2 separate regions of the Mus musculus genome follow, and region 2 is linked to region 1. The links are chromatin contacts, called in public HiChIP or PLAC-seq maps. All regions are on one chromosome and are shown on one strand. Each heading gives the region's core, a stretch centred on a gene start, on an enhancer-like site or on the middle of the called end of the contact. The rest is flanking DNA. Distances are from core to core; before and after follow the strand shown.

Region 1 (5,989 bases), core at 1,674-4,173:
ATGAATTTTCAATTAAAAACAACAGAAGTGAAGCAAAAGCAGTGGGATTGGTTCTGCGCAGTTTCTATTGTTCCAGTTAGAATGGAATATGCAAATCACGTATCTTTTTTGGCCCTTTAGCATATGGGTTCAATGCTTCTTTGTCTGCATTTGAACCAATGCTGCAGAAAGGAAAGGAAAGGTTCACACTAACAACGTTTTTGAATTTTCTTTTACTTAGAGTGGCAGTAATTAGATCACAAATAATTTTAAAAAATAGCATGTCAGGAGACTGTGGGCAAAGCACATGCGGAGCACATGAGGAAGCAGATGCGGAGGTGTAAGTCCTTCAGCCCCTGTGTCTCTCACCAGGACAGCCAGCACCAGGTGCTGCCTCTTTGGCTTCAAGTTTCCCATTGAATTGGCCCCAAATCACTTCTGTAACTGCCTGCTCTGCCTTCTCCAGCTCCTTCCTAGCCTGATCTCAATTCCTCACTCTTCACCTGTCTCCTGAACAACCAGATTCTTTAACCCTAAACTATTCAGAGGTCCAGGGCCCCAGCTCATGGACTGATTTTTTTAGTGATGCTCCAAACAAACATGTCATCCTGCCAAGTTCTACGACCCGTTTCTACCAAGACAGTTGTTATATAGAAGCAGTCAATGTAAATAAAGATCAACTTATGGGGCAGAAACCTCAGCAGGAAGAGATTCTTACATGAAATCTGGGCTTTATCTAAGCTTAGTGATGCATACCTGTAAGTCCAGCTACTCAAGAGCCTGAGGCAGGAAGATCACAAAATAGAGGCCAACAAGTTCCATGGCATCCTGCATAACTTAGCAAGACCTTGTCTCAAACATGTAAAGTACTAAAAGGGCCAAGTAATAGTTCAGTACTAGAACTCTTGCTGAACATGCATACAAAATGCTCTGGGTTCAATTCCCAGCACACACACACACACACGAAAGAGAGAGAGAGAGAGAGACAGACAGACACACAGACACACAGACACACAGAAACACAGACAGACACATGTGCAGACACACAGAAACAGACAGACAGACAGAAAGACACACACAGAGACAGTTATAGTCAGGCAGACACACACACACAGACAGACACACACAGACAGACAGACAGACAGACACACACACACACACACACACACACACAATGGGGGTGGTTAAAGTGTGTACTGAAACTTCCAAAAGAACAATCTCTGCTTTCAGAAAAGCAGGAATTCTGGGAGAAGCCTGAAGAGGCAGCTCCTCCTCCATCATGGGCAATGTTCTCGGTAGATCATGACCACTAATGACCGAGTGAGCACAGATCAGCTGCTTGGACCTCAGAAACTCATGCTTCCCAATTCCATGGTGTCCCCAGCTCTGTGGGGGGGGGGGGGCTGGTAGATAAAACTAAGCAATAGTAAGCTTTATTTCCCCTCTTAGAGTGAGTCACAATGTGTTCAAGAGCTGAGCCGGAGCCTAGCTGTCCATTGCCTTTTCCATCCACTTAGCGAAAAGTCCGTCAGTAGCACAGATCTTACAATCATCTTTCTCTGTATGTGGAGAATCTTTATCCATGTTTCTTTCAAAAGTGAACCCAAGTAGCAACCGCTAAGAAACGTCAGCATCACCATTCTAAATACACTTTCCCCTCTGCCTGTTGGGGGGAACTGTTGGGGGGATCTTTCAAGACCATATGCTCTGGGACCCGAGAGAGTGGCAGAACGGAGATGCTTCAATCCTGGGTCCAGTCTGTATTCTCATTTTATACTCTAAAACACAAGGTGGGGAGGCCAAGCAGGTGAGGTTTTACAGACTCGGACATGGCGGTCAGCAGCTTAAGGACAATGACCCACTGTCTCAGCTATTTCTCCAGGCCATTCTGTTTCAGGTAGCAGGTGACATCATGCTCAGCAGATAGGCCGAGCTTTAAGTAAGTCAGTAAACAAATCAGTAAATCAGCATCTACACATTGATCTTTTCTACCTTATTCTACTTTAGAATCCCCATATTAATATCCACGTGTTTATCAGCCACTGCCCCGGGCTACAAGATCCTGCCTGCAGACAGACCTTTTGACTCATTTGTGAGGCCCCATTGTCTTATGCAATACTTGGCACTTGATCTCCAAAGTTATGGTTGTTTAAATAATAAGAGTGGTGCGCCTGAGCTAGACTCAATGCTGCGCACTTTATGTATGTACTATTTATCCCTTCGCCCTTTCAATAACAGTAGGATCTATTGGTAAGGACCAGTGTCTTTATTGTGCAGTTGGAAAGATGAAGCTAACTGAGGTTTAGAGGTTCACTCAAGGTCTCACCTCCTCGCTGTCAGTAGACACTGGTCAAACCCAAGTTTGCTGGCAGCAAAGACTGTGTTGTTGAGCCTGGATTAAATAATGTTTGCTGTGTAATTATTTCCAAGGCTGTCAGGAAGGCTGCTCATTAGGAAGAGATTCATCTGTACATCACCCTTTTAATTAAGCAGCATTACCAAGACCCTTAGGCTATAAAGGATTCATTTTTATCTTCCCATTCTATATAGAATGGGTTTTCGTTTTAACACGTTGCTCCCACGTCCCATAGACCTTGGTTATCAGAAGTTCTGCTTCATCGGCACTACAACTGCAGTGAGCCAAGCACACAGCTGTGGGTGTTCCCAGCTCACAGCTGGCTCTTCCTGGCTCATTATTATAGAAACTTCGCCAAGTTATATTACATGTAGGACATTCATGAGGGTGGCATTAATAAATAGATTCAGGACACTGGTGTCTTCCACTCCACTGGGCAGATGAGAAAGGATCTTTGATTTTTTTCTTTCTTTTTGTCTTCCTTTTCCTTGTGTATATGTGAAACCCTTCCTTTCTCATGCTTAGCTTTTATTGTTCACAGAGGATTTCAAAGTATTACCAGCCTATGAGTTTCATGTTGAGTCATCGGACATATGGGACTTTCAGAGCCCAATGGGTGGGATTTTATAGTGAATTTCTCTTCAACCCTGTGTGTATTTCATTAAAAACAAAACAAAATAAAAGCCGTATAAAAGTCTCATTTGTGCTACCATCTACTTACCCCAGCCTTTGTCACCAAGAACCTAGGAGCACAGAGATGGTTGTCTAAGGTTGTCAAGGCTTGGGCTGCTGGGTGCCTGGCTGATCCCACCCCTGTGGTTATCTTGTTTTATCCTCTTGAGAACAAAGGGACCCATGGTTTAGGAAATCTGGACTTGGATTGTCACTTACAGTCACCCAAACTTTGAGAATGACTAATTTGCAAAAGCATGACAGATGGCCTCAGACAGGAGGGGCCATTTTGAGAACCACAAAAAAAGAAAGAAGGGATGGAGTTGTGTAAGGGGAAAAGTGATGAATTCATAGCTAGAAGGCATTGTGTTTGAGACAGAGGGACATCAAACTCTTCCTCCAAACTAGAACTCCTTCTAGAACAACAAGGATTTAGAGTGATAATTATGCCAAGACAACAGGGTACGGTGGGAACTGTCCTGGTCATGGCATGGTCACGGCAGCCAAAAGACACCACTTGTATGACCTCCAACAAGCCAGTCAGTGCTGCTGGGTCTCAACTTCTTTTGAAGAAAAAGACTGAGACTTCCCCAGCCTTTCTGTCATCGCTGTAAGGTCCTCACACAGTTCTTGGTGCTTCAGGACAATCACATCAAGTAAGGCTGGATGACTTCCAACAAGTAGAAGTTGTCTTAATCAGAACCTTAGTCAGCATGAATCGATCGACACTGCCCAATGCTGATGTAGTTTTAGGTCAAACAAACCTATCCATACCAAGCCAACACATAGAAACCTGGCACTTTTATTACATGGTCTCTTTTATTGAAGTCAATCTAGTTCTGTTATCCTTCTGGAAGGTGTGGGCAGTTTTGAGATCCTTCCCAGGATATTTGCAACCAAACGACCTCCCAGTCTTGAGGATGAAAACCACATTAATGGATGTCACGCTTTTTACCCAGATCCAGTTCTAATCTCTGTGACCCCCTGACAACTCTAGCATCCTTCCTGCCTCTGTGACATATAGCCGTAAAGGGGAGCTAAAAAGGAAAGAGCCAGCACGGCAGCAGAAGCACCCGGACAAGGTGCCTGCGGCGGCAGAGGAGGCTTTGCCTTGGGGCAGTTTCCCTCCTAGGTAAGGTTTCTTGCCCCACCCCTGGGGGAATTCATTAGGGTGTATTCACATTAGGATATGATCAGGGAGAGGAAATGGAAATATCTGTGCAATTGCTCATTCCCGCCTCCTCTTTTCCACCCCTAAGATCTCACTATGGGGCAAGGAATGAGCAGCCTGGAGGGGCATCTCCACACATTCACAATAGCAGAAAGCCAGAAAAAAAAAAAAGGACATGCCTCTTGCTAAATGCCCTATGACTTGCACTAAGATTCTAGTTTCAAAGGCAACAAACTTTGTGATATACTATCCACCCAGTGTATTGGGAAATATGGGTGGGTGTGGGTGTGTGGGTGTGTGTCAAGGACATCACTTAGCAACTTCTGCTCAGTATCTAGGGATGCTAAATGACACCCTTATAATGAAGACTTATCCATTCAAAAATGTCAAAAGCACCTTCTATGAGAAAAAGAACAAAAATCTAAGAATCGCCTTTAGTTGTTCCATAGAAGGAACTATTTGGCCATTTGAAACTGGCTCAGATTATATAGGACAACTTTGTATGATGCTGGCCCCTTTGGCCAACGAGCATGTTGATTCCCACAACTGTTTGAAAAAGGGCTAAGTAGAAGTCTCTGCTGAAGGCATCCAGCAACTCATCCTACCGCAGGCTCAGGCACACACTGTCTGCTGTGGGGTGGCTTCTCTTTTATCTCAGTACCATCACAACAGCTGACTCACGGTCTTTATTTTCTTGTGAGATCATTGCCATCATCCTCCAAATGAAAAGAACATGAGTTAAAGCTCTGATGCAGGCACGTTGCTGCCAGGGTGGGCCTTCAGCCTTTTTAAGTCTTGGCCCTGTTCTGGCTTCAGTTCCATTCATTTCAGCTTGGAGTGTCTAGCAAATAAGCCTCCTTGTGGTCTTCCCACGGCATGGCTGGCTCAGCTCTGCTGTGAGTTAGTGGTCCCATGCGGAGCAGGCAGAGGGTTCTCCTTCTCTACAAGATTGCTCCTGAAAGGAGAGGTCAGGAAGGAACCACGAAGGGGTCTCTGACCATAAATATTTCAGAACCTGATTTCCTTAAAATAATGAAAACCAGTTGCTCGTTGGAGACGGCTAAGTCTTCCCTGTGCCTTGATTCAGCATCCCATGGCGAGATACACGCATGATGTCACGACGGAAAGGAATGCATAGCACATAAAAATCTTGCCTGGGTCAGGGAGAAGTGCTAAGCTCTCCAGAGGGCCAAGGGACAAATACACAAATGTGGTCCAGCATATGTCAAAGACCTATGGAAGGGCAAACGTTTTTATAACTCTGTTCCTGGGAAGAGAGACCATTTCGGGATTGGAATTTATAGCCCTTATGTAGCAGATGAGGCAGTAATGGCCATTTAGTATGCAAATGGCCATTTGGGGATATGAGAGCTCAACCCAGCAGTAGAAATCTCAGAGTGATACAGGACATAGCCCTTTACCTTCACTGGAATAAATGGACTCACCCTGCAATCTGCCCCTTGGGCCACCTTCTTTGCTGCCTTTCTTTGTATTTACAGTTTTCCCTGTCTTTTGGGGGAGCTTTGGCATACATGACATTTTAGTATCAAGAAAAGTCCCAAAGTCAAGGGAAGAATTTCTTTCTGACTATAACTATCATTCTGAAACTTTTCTCTGTTACATTCTAGGAGCACCCATAGTGAGCCTGACCCATCTCCTGCCATGTCTCTACCTCTTAGTGTTCACGAACCTGAACCCATCTCACTCCTAAGCATGTTTGTAAAGTCCTCCCTGGCCTCTCTTGCCTCTGCCATCTTAGCAGAGTTGCTAAGCTGGGGTCAGTTCAGCCCTCTAGGGGATATGGAGCCATT
Region 2 (5,989 bases), core at 1,994-4,493, 86 kb before region 1:
GGCATGAAGTAGGTTGGGCCTCATTCCAGGCCCACACTATGTGGGCAGGGCTTTCAGGGCTCCAGTTAAAGATGAGGGACTGGAACTAGTCCCTCACCTGCAGAAGAAAGGGCAATATCCTCTGGCAACCTTCATATCCTCCCATCTTCTATTGGACAGGCAAGCCAAGGCCATAGAGGCATAAGGAACATAGGCTCTACATTAAAGGAATTTTATATAGAACATTTTGTTGTTGTTGTGTCTGAGACGAGGTCTCACGATGTAGCCTTGGCTGGCCTGGAACTCATAGGGATCCCCCTGCCTCTGACTCCACAAGAGCCGTGATTAAAGGTGTGTTCCACCATGCCTGGCTTCATTATGTAGAATCTTAACAAAGGAAGTTTGTACAATTCACTGTCATTCAGACAGACTCTTCTCAGAGAAATGGAACCTTAAACACCCATGACAGTCTTTCCACGAACAAACAAAAATGTAAGTAAACTAAAAGCAGACTAGATGTGTACTAAGTGGAAAGATTTACCTAAAGCAATAGCTTGCATTCCACAGCCCTCATAGTTGTAATTGCTGGCTGCCTCGAGCTGTGTATTTTGAGGACAAACTGAGTGGAAGTTGATTGCACCCTGGTTATGAACCCTGAAGTAGCTAAACAAGACCATCTGGTTAACAACAGACAAAAAAGAAAGGAAAAAGAAAAGAGAAAGAAAGAAAAAGAAAGAGAAGCCTTTTAAGCCTGACTTATAAATCTTACAATGATCCATTTTTAAGCCCAAGCTAAATTTATAGTTTATGTGCAACATAGTGTTTAAGAGATAATTCCAGACTCCTGGGTTTTACAATCTAATAATTATCTGGTTTTACTACTTAAGTAGCTCCAATTAAACAAATAAATGCCAACTTCGTATTTCAGTTTGCAGAGTTACCACTGAAACAAAATAGAAGACTGACTATCCTGGGAGAATACTTGGGAGGGAATAGTTCTGAACTTTCTGAGGCCAGAACATACTGGTCTGAGGGATGTTTTAGGGAGTTACAGATGATTTCTGTTTTAGGGTTTGCTTTCCCTTTCCTGGTAGTGTTTAAATCACCAGTATTAGATCAAGATCACTTTTAATCCCATGCTCCTCAGTTGGTGTGTCGGAAAAAACCCATCATTTAACTTCTGTGTGCCACAGTTGCTACTTTGGGAAAATAAGTGTGCCTCGGAGCTAATGGGGAGAGTTAAGTGTGACGGACTTGTATCGCTTTACCCATCATGCCTCTGCTTCAGCATCTCCTACACAGAATGACTAATTCTCTCCTGAAAGACAGTTATCTTTCATTAGCTAAATAGACTTTATGACAGAGGGAAAAGTGGCTCGCTTCTGCTATGGTCAACTCAGGGTGCCCATGTGTGAGTTGTTTACTTGGGGAGCATAGCGTTTTTGCTGGTGAAGTTGTCTACAATAATAATGAGATGATGGTGATGATGGTGATGGTGATGATGATGATAAATAACCATGTATTTCTATTGCTCGGCAAAGTGTTCAACTCTGGGCAGACTCAGCCAAGTGGAAAGCATTCCCCAGTTGCAGTTTCTCACCTGCAGTGTAAATCATCAGTCCCCATGATATTTTCTTTCCATAAAGAGCAAAGCGAAACATGATGAGGTCACTGAACCAAAGTGACTTTAGATGTCGTCACATGTCCTCACCTTCTAGACTACAGCACTCAGAGTTCACACCAGCTATTTAATGTCCCAATGATGGACAGAGTTAATCCTTTCTCTTTTCTCTATAACACTGTCTTGATTCAACAACAGGGAGAATGGGAAGGAAAAAAAAAAAAACAACATTGCAGGCTTGATACCATGTATCCCCATCACTTCCAAAAAGATTCTGTTCCTGCCAGGTAGAAAGCTGCATCATTTCTGACTGACTCCTAGAGCTTTCCTTTCTTCTGCCCCTCCCCATAGATGTACGAAATGGAAAGCTGATAGGAGATGACAATAGATATCTGGGTCTTTAGACTGCTGGAACTTCCCCAACAACTATCACTCATGCTTTGGCTCACAGCTTTTGAACAAGATTTATAGACAGGGAACCAGTGGCTGTTAGCTACAGCCTTCTATCCCAAAGGAAGGGCCAGAGGCTACATACCGCAGAGGGAAGCCAAGTTAGCCCCTAGCTAAGTCAGTTAACTGGCTCTGTTAAGTCACCTTACCAAAACGAATTTTTGAAATGACACAGTCCTTTAAAAGTCGAGGACTCATGTCTCTTCACCATTAAAATTAAAAAAAAAATTTTTTTTTAAAAAAAAGGATCGTAAGTAAGTACCGCCAAGTCATTGCCATGAACTGCTACTGGGCCAAGTCCCTTGGAAACTGCCTCATTAGACGGGATGTGCTGAGCAAGGCATAATCATTTTGCCAAGAGTAACCCCAGAAACCGTGGTGCAAAATGCAGTGGAAAATAGAGCTGCCAAAATTATGAGCAGGACATTCTGTAAGCGTCAGGGAAAATAAGCCAGCCGGAGCCTTCATACTTTCAGACCCGTTCAACCCCAATAAAGAGTTATCCAGAAATGACTAACAGCCATTTATTCATAAGGATGTGGGAATTCTCCATCATCGCGCCTATGATAGTGTCTGGGTTTTTAATCTGCTTCTACCGAAAGGACCTCGAGCAGACAGCTTCCCAGATCAAGTGCTTAAGGCAAAAATCTGAAAAGGTGCTTTTAGAACCTGTCAGAGACTCAGCAGTTCTGACTCTCCTTATTATGGCTCCCCAAGCTGGCTTTGGTCAGGCAGAGACCTGCGACTTGCCTGCTGCGAGGCGAGTTAGACACCCTCTGATCTCTGGCGGCGGCTCCTATGCTAACTCTACTCCACCGCCTTCCGCCACCCACAACAACTTTCAGAACCATGCACCAAGAACTAGTGGATCTGAAAGCGCATGTCTGCTGGCGGTACACCCGGGGGAAGCCTGGAAGCGAGATCAGACGCAGCTCGGCAAAACCAGACACACAAGGGATCCCTGCCCAGTTGTCAAGGTGGGAAAGGCGCCGGCCGGCACAGCTGCCTCTAGCTTCTCAGGAGACGGCGTACAAGGCACTCTTACCTTGTACTTCATCTCGGCGGTGATCTGATGAGCCCTGGTCCTATCGAATCACACAGTGAGTGAGGCACTGCAGAGTCCGCCCCTCCATTGAGCGCTGGGCTGGATGGAAATGAGAAGCCTTCGCCTCCCGCGCACTGCGGAGTCTCTGAGCTCACAGCCCAGATCCAGACCAGCACGGCGCGGGCCTCGTTTGCATACCGCGCCGCCATTGGCTGCTGGTGGCGGTGAAGGTAACGCCTCCACCCCGCCCACCTCTAACTTCTGAAACCCTCCGACAAAGAGCGTGTAATACGATCATTTCTTTTCACGTTATCAAAAGGGCGGAGGAGAAAACAGAAAGTGGGGAGGCGGCCCCAGCCACCCGGAGAAATAAAAATATAAAGAGGAAAGACATAGGAACCAGACAAAGGAGGTACGTTCCTTTTGAGAGTAACCTAAGTTTTAAAGAATCCGAATTCACAAAGCAGTCTGACGATCGCGCTTCCTGTGACCTAGCAACTAGTTCATAAACCCATTTCATTTCAAAGCCATTCACCTTACAATCTCTACATGAAACGAGCTGGAGGAACAAAGGGTTTTCTGTCTCCAGTACCCCCCCCTTTTTTTTTTACTAACCACCCCTGCTGATAGCTCTCTTTCCCTGTCTTTTCTCTTCCCCTTCCCTTTTCTGTGGCTGCTCCCCTCACCCCCAAGTGTTCAAAGTACTTTGCTAAGTCAGTCTGCTAGGAGCTGGAAAACATTTCTTTCTCAATGAAAAGGAACTCACTCATAAGCACCAGGCCTTCCCGGTTCTTCTCACTAGGACCTCCGAGGATAAAGGATAGGTGGGAACCCATGCAGGTTCTATAGAACACACCCGATACATCACGCCTGTCCAGCCAGCACTCTCCTCTTTGACCGCTGGCATTGCCAGATTCCGCTTTTGAACACCGAGGCCTTTTCCTTTTGACCTCTCTCCCCCAAATGACCCATTAGCCCACTCACACTTATTATTCAGGGAGAACGCTTCTGTTTGATAAGCCTGGTTTAAAAAAAAAAAAAAAAAAAAAAAAAAGAACAGCCTCTTTCAGGCAGAGCGCGGGACATGATTTGTAGAGCGGTTCCATTCTGAGATTTCTATAGAGAAAGAGAATCACTCAGGAGAAGACAGGCTTTTCTTTTCCTCGGGCCTCAGGACTTGGAGTATTCAGGACTATCCCCCAGTTGGGATGCATTCCAGCCAGACTGCACGACTCGGGTGGAAAAAAAAAATCAGCTCTTACTTCTTTCCTGACTAAGGTAGTCCAGAATCAGTTTTGCCTCCCCAATCCCCTTCTAAATTTCCAATGGATTAAAACTTTTGAAAATAAATGATTTAAGCCAAAAGCATAGGAGAGCAGATGCCGCATAAAAGTGGTTTCTGGGGGTGGGGGTGGGGGTGGGGGTGGGGTAGGGTTTACATTGACAATTGAATCCACATTTGGCTGCAGCTTGGAGTTTGCTCTACAAGATGTCCCTGGCCACCTTCGTGAAGTTGACATCCCGGTTCAGGCCCCTTCCAGGTCATGGCTTTTACTTCCTGATCTCAAAGCCGAATTGAACCTGTGTGATTCGCAAGGTCTTTTGTACACAGATTAGGCACGAAGCAGATTGCGGTAGCAGGATCATCCTGGCAGCCCTGAAGATTCACACTAGGGACCTATGTTTGTAGGACAAGTCAAATCTTTCTCTCTAGATTTGTCCTGGTTCCCCAGGAGACAGAGATAGCATTCCTTTGACTTCTTCAGCAGCCAGGCTGAATCATGCTTAGATGAGTGGATTAAAGCAAGGCTAACCCATTCAACCTCAACATTGCCAAAGCCTGTGCTAGGCGTTTGTGAAATTGTCTTCTCAGGGTAGATGGCTTGATTCCTATCAGGCAAATCGATACACATTCCTTAACTTTGCAATGCTAGCCTTATAAAATGAGGACATAATAATGTGTACCTGCTAGGGAAGAGAGCTAGGGTTTTCCTTGAGTGTGATAGGAAGCCATCTAAGAATTTTGAGAAAAAAACAATTTCCCTGTTTTTGCCCTTATTATCATGCTGTGATCTCAGTGCAGCCTAAGTAACACAAGTCATTTTGTTTTTATTGGTTATGCTCCCTCTAAACCTTTTGGAGAAACACAAATTCAGTAAATAAAGGAATAGCCCTTTCTGTATTGATTGCCTGAGACGCTGAATGTGAAAAATATGAAAAACTGATTATATAATTAAATTATTCAGGAAACCAGTGGGTTGGTTGGTACCTTTCCAGAACCGCCAAGGACCCTGGGCTCAGTCCCAACCCACGCTCACCAGCATCCTACGAGTAGGTGCCTCTTTGGAGAAAGCCATGCCCAGTTAGACCCTACTGCATCCAGGAGTCAGGGAAATGGCACCCGGTGCTTTCTGAGGGATTTTATTAGTAGCCATTGGACGTTGGTCAGAGCACACATGGAAATCAAGCAAATACTGGAACTGCTTGTGGCTCAGGCAGAACCCAGTGGCTATTTTGTCTGGGTGAAGGAACTAGAGCCCATGAGCAAGGAGGAGAGCCCCCTGGGGAATCAGCAAAGAGAACTCAAAGCTGACACGCAGAGACCTTGAGCCCTCTGGGTGTGATCCTACTAGTCATATGTATGGTAAGCCACTCTCCCGACTCTCCACTCTATTTAGAGATTTCTCTTTAGTTTCCTTCCTCGAAATCTCTCTATCTTCAGCGTTACTACCAGTTCCCTTCCCAGAGGACAGAGGGGATGGCGTTTAGATGGAATTGAACAGTCTCTTATCGATATGCTAACATCTTAGGAAGCAGACACCTTGGTGTGGACTATAATGAGAACTTCGCCAATCCTCGTTTCAGTTTTTTTCCTCCACACCCCAGGCTTATTT

Evidence for each region. HiChIP or PLAC-seq counts read pairs in DNA pulled down with a chosen protein or histone mark.
Region 2: an H3K27ac HiChIP or PLAC-seq map of the NIH/3T3 cell line shows a contact between it and region 1, with 2.2 times the contacts expected there. The contact joins the promoter of Nedd9 here to the enhancer-like site in region 1. A contact is called at or near these places in 4 of 15 datasets of contacts at CTCF or cohesin (CD8 T cells, the NIH/3T3 cell line, large pre-B cells and 1 more), 18 of 484 Hi-C or Micro-C datasets (the C2C12 cell line, the HL-1 cell line, Sertoli cells and 12 more), 13 of 115 datasets of contacts at active chromatin or transcription factors (the 230-238 cell line, CD8 T cells, the NIH/3T3 cell line and 8 more) and 4 of 9 other capture datasets (adipose tissue, embryonic stem cells, liver and 1 more).

Annotation. Positions count from the first base shown.
Region 1 is chr13:41,442,333-41,448,321 of GRCm38.p6, forward strand. It overlaps a transcript of Nedd9 not described here. Among named protein-coding and RNA genes, the nearest start is that of Gm32448, 35 kb to the left of the region's middle. Within about 2 kb of position 2,924, at least 25 of the 459 cell types and tissues checked have an H3K27ac peak or open chromatin away from gene starts, as enhancers often do. A contact at or near this core is called in the C2C12 cell line, CD8 T cells, the HL-1 cell line and 3 more, where this site is marked.
Region 2 is chr13:41,355,758-41,361,746 of GRCm38.p6, forward strand. It overlaps Nedd9 (neural precursor cell expressed, developmentally down-regulated gene 9), which reads right to left and starts at 3,244. Exons shown (of 7, transcript NM_017464.5): 1 at 3,096-3,244. The coding sequence starts at 3,107.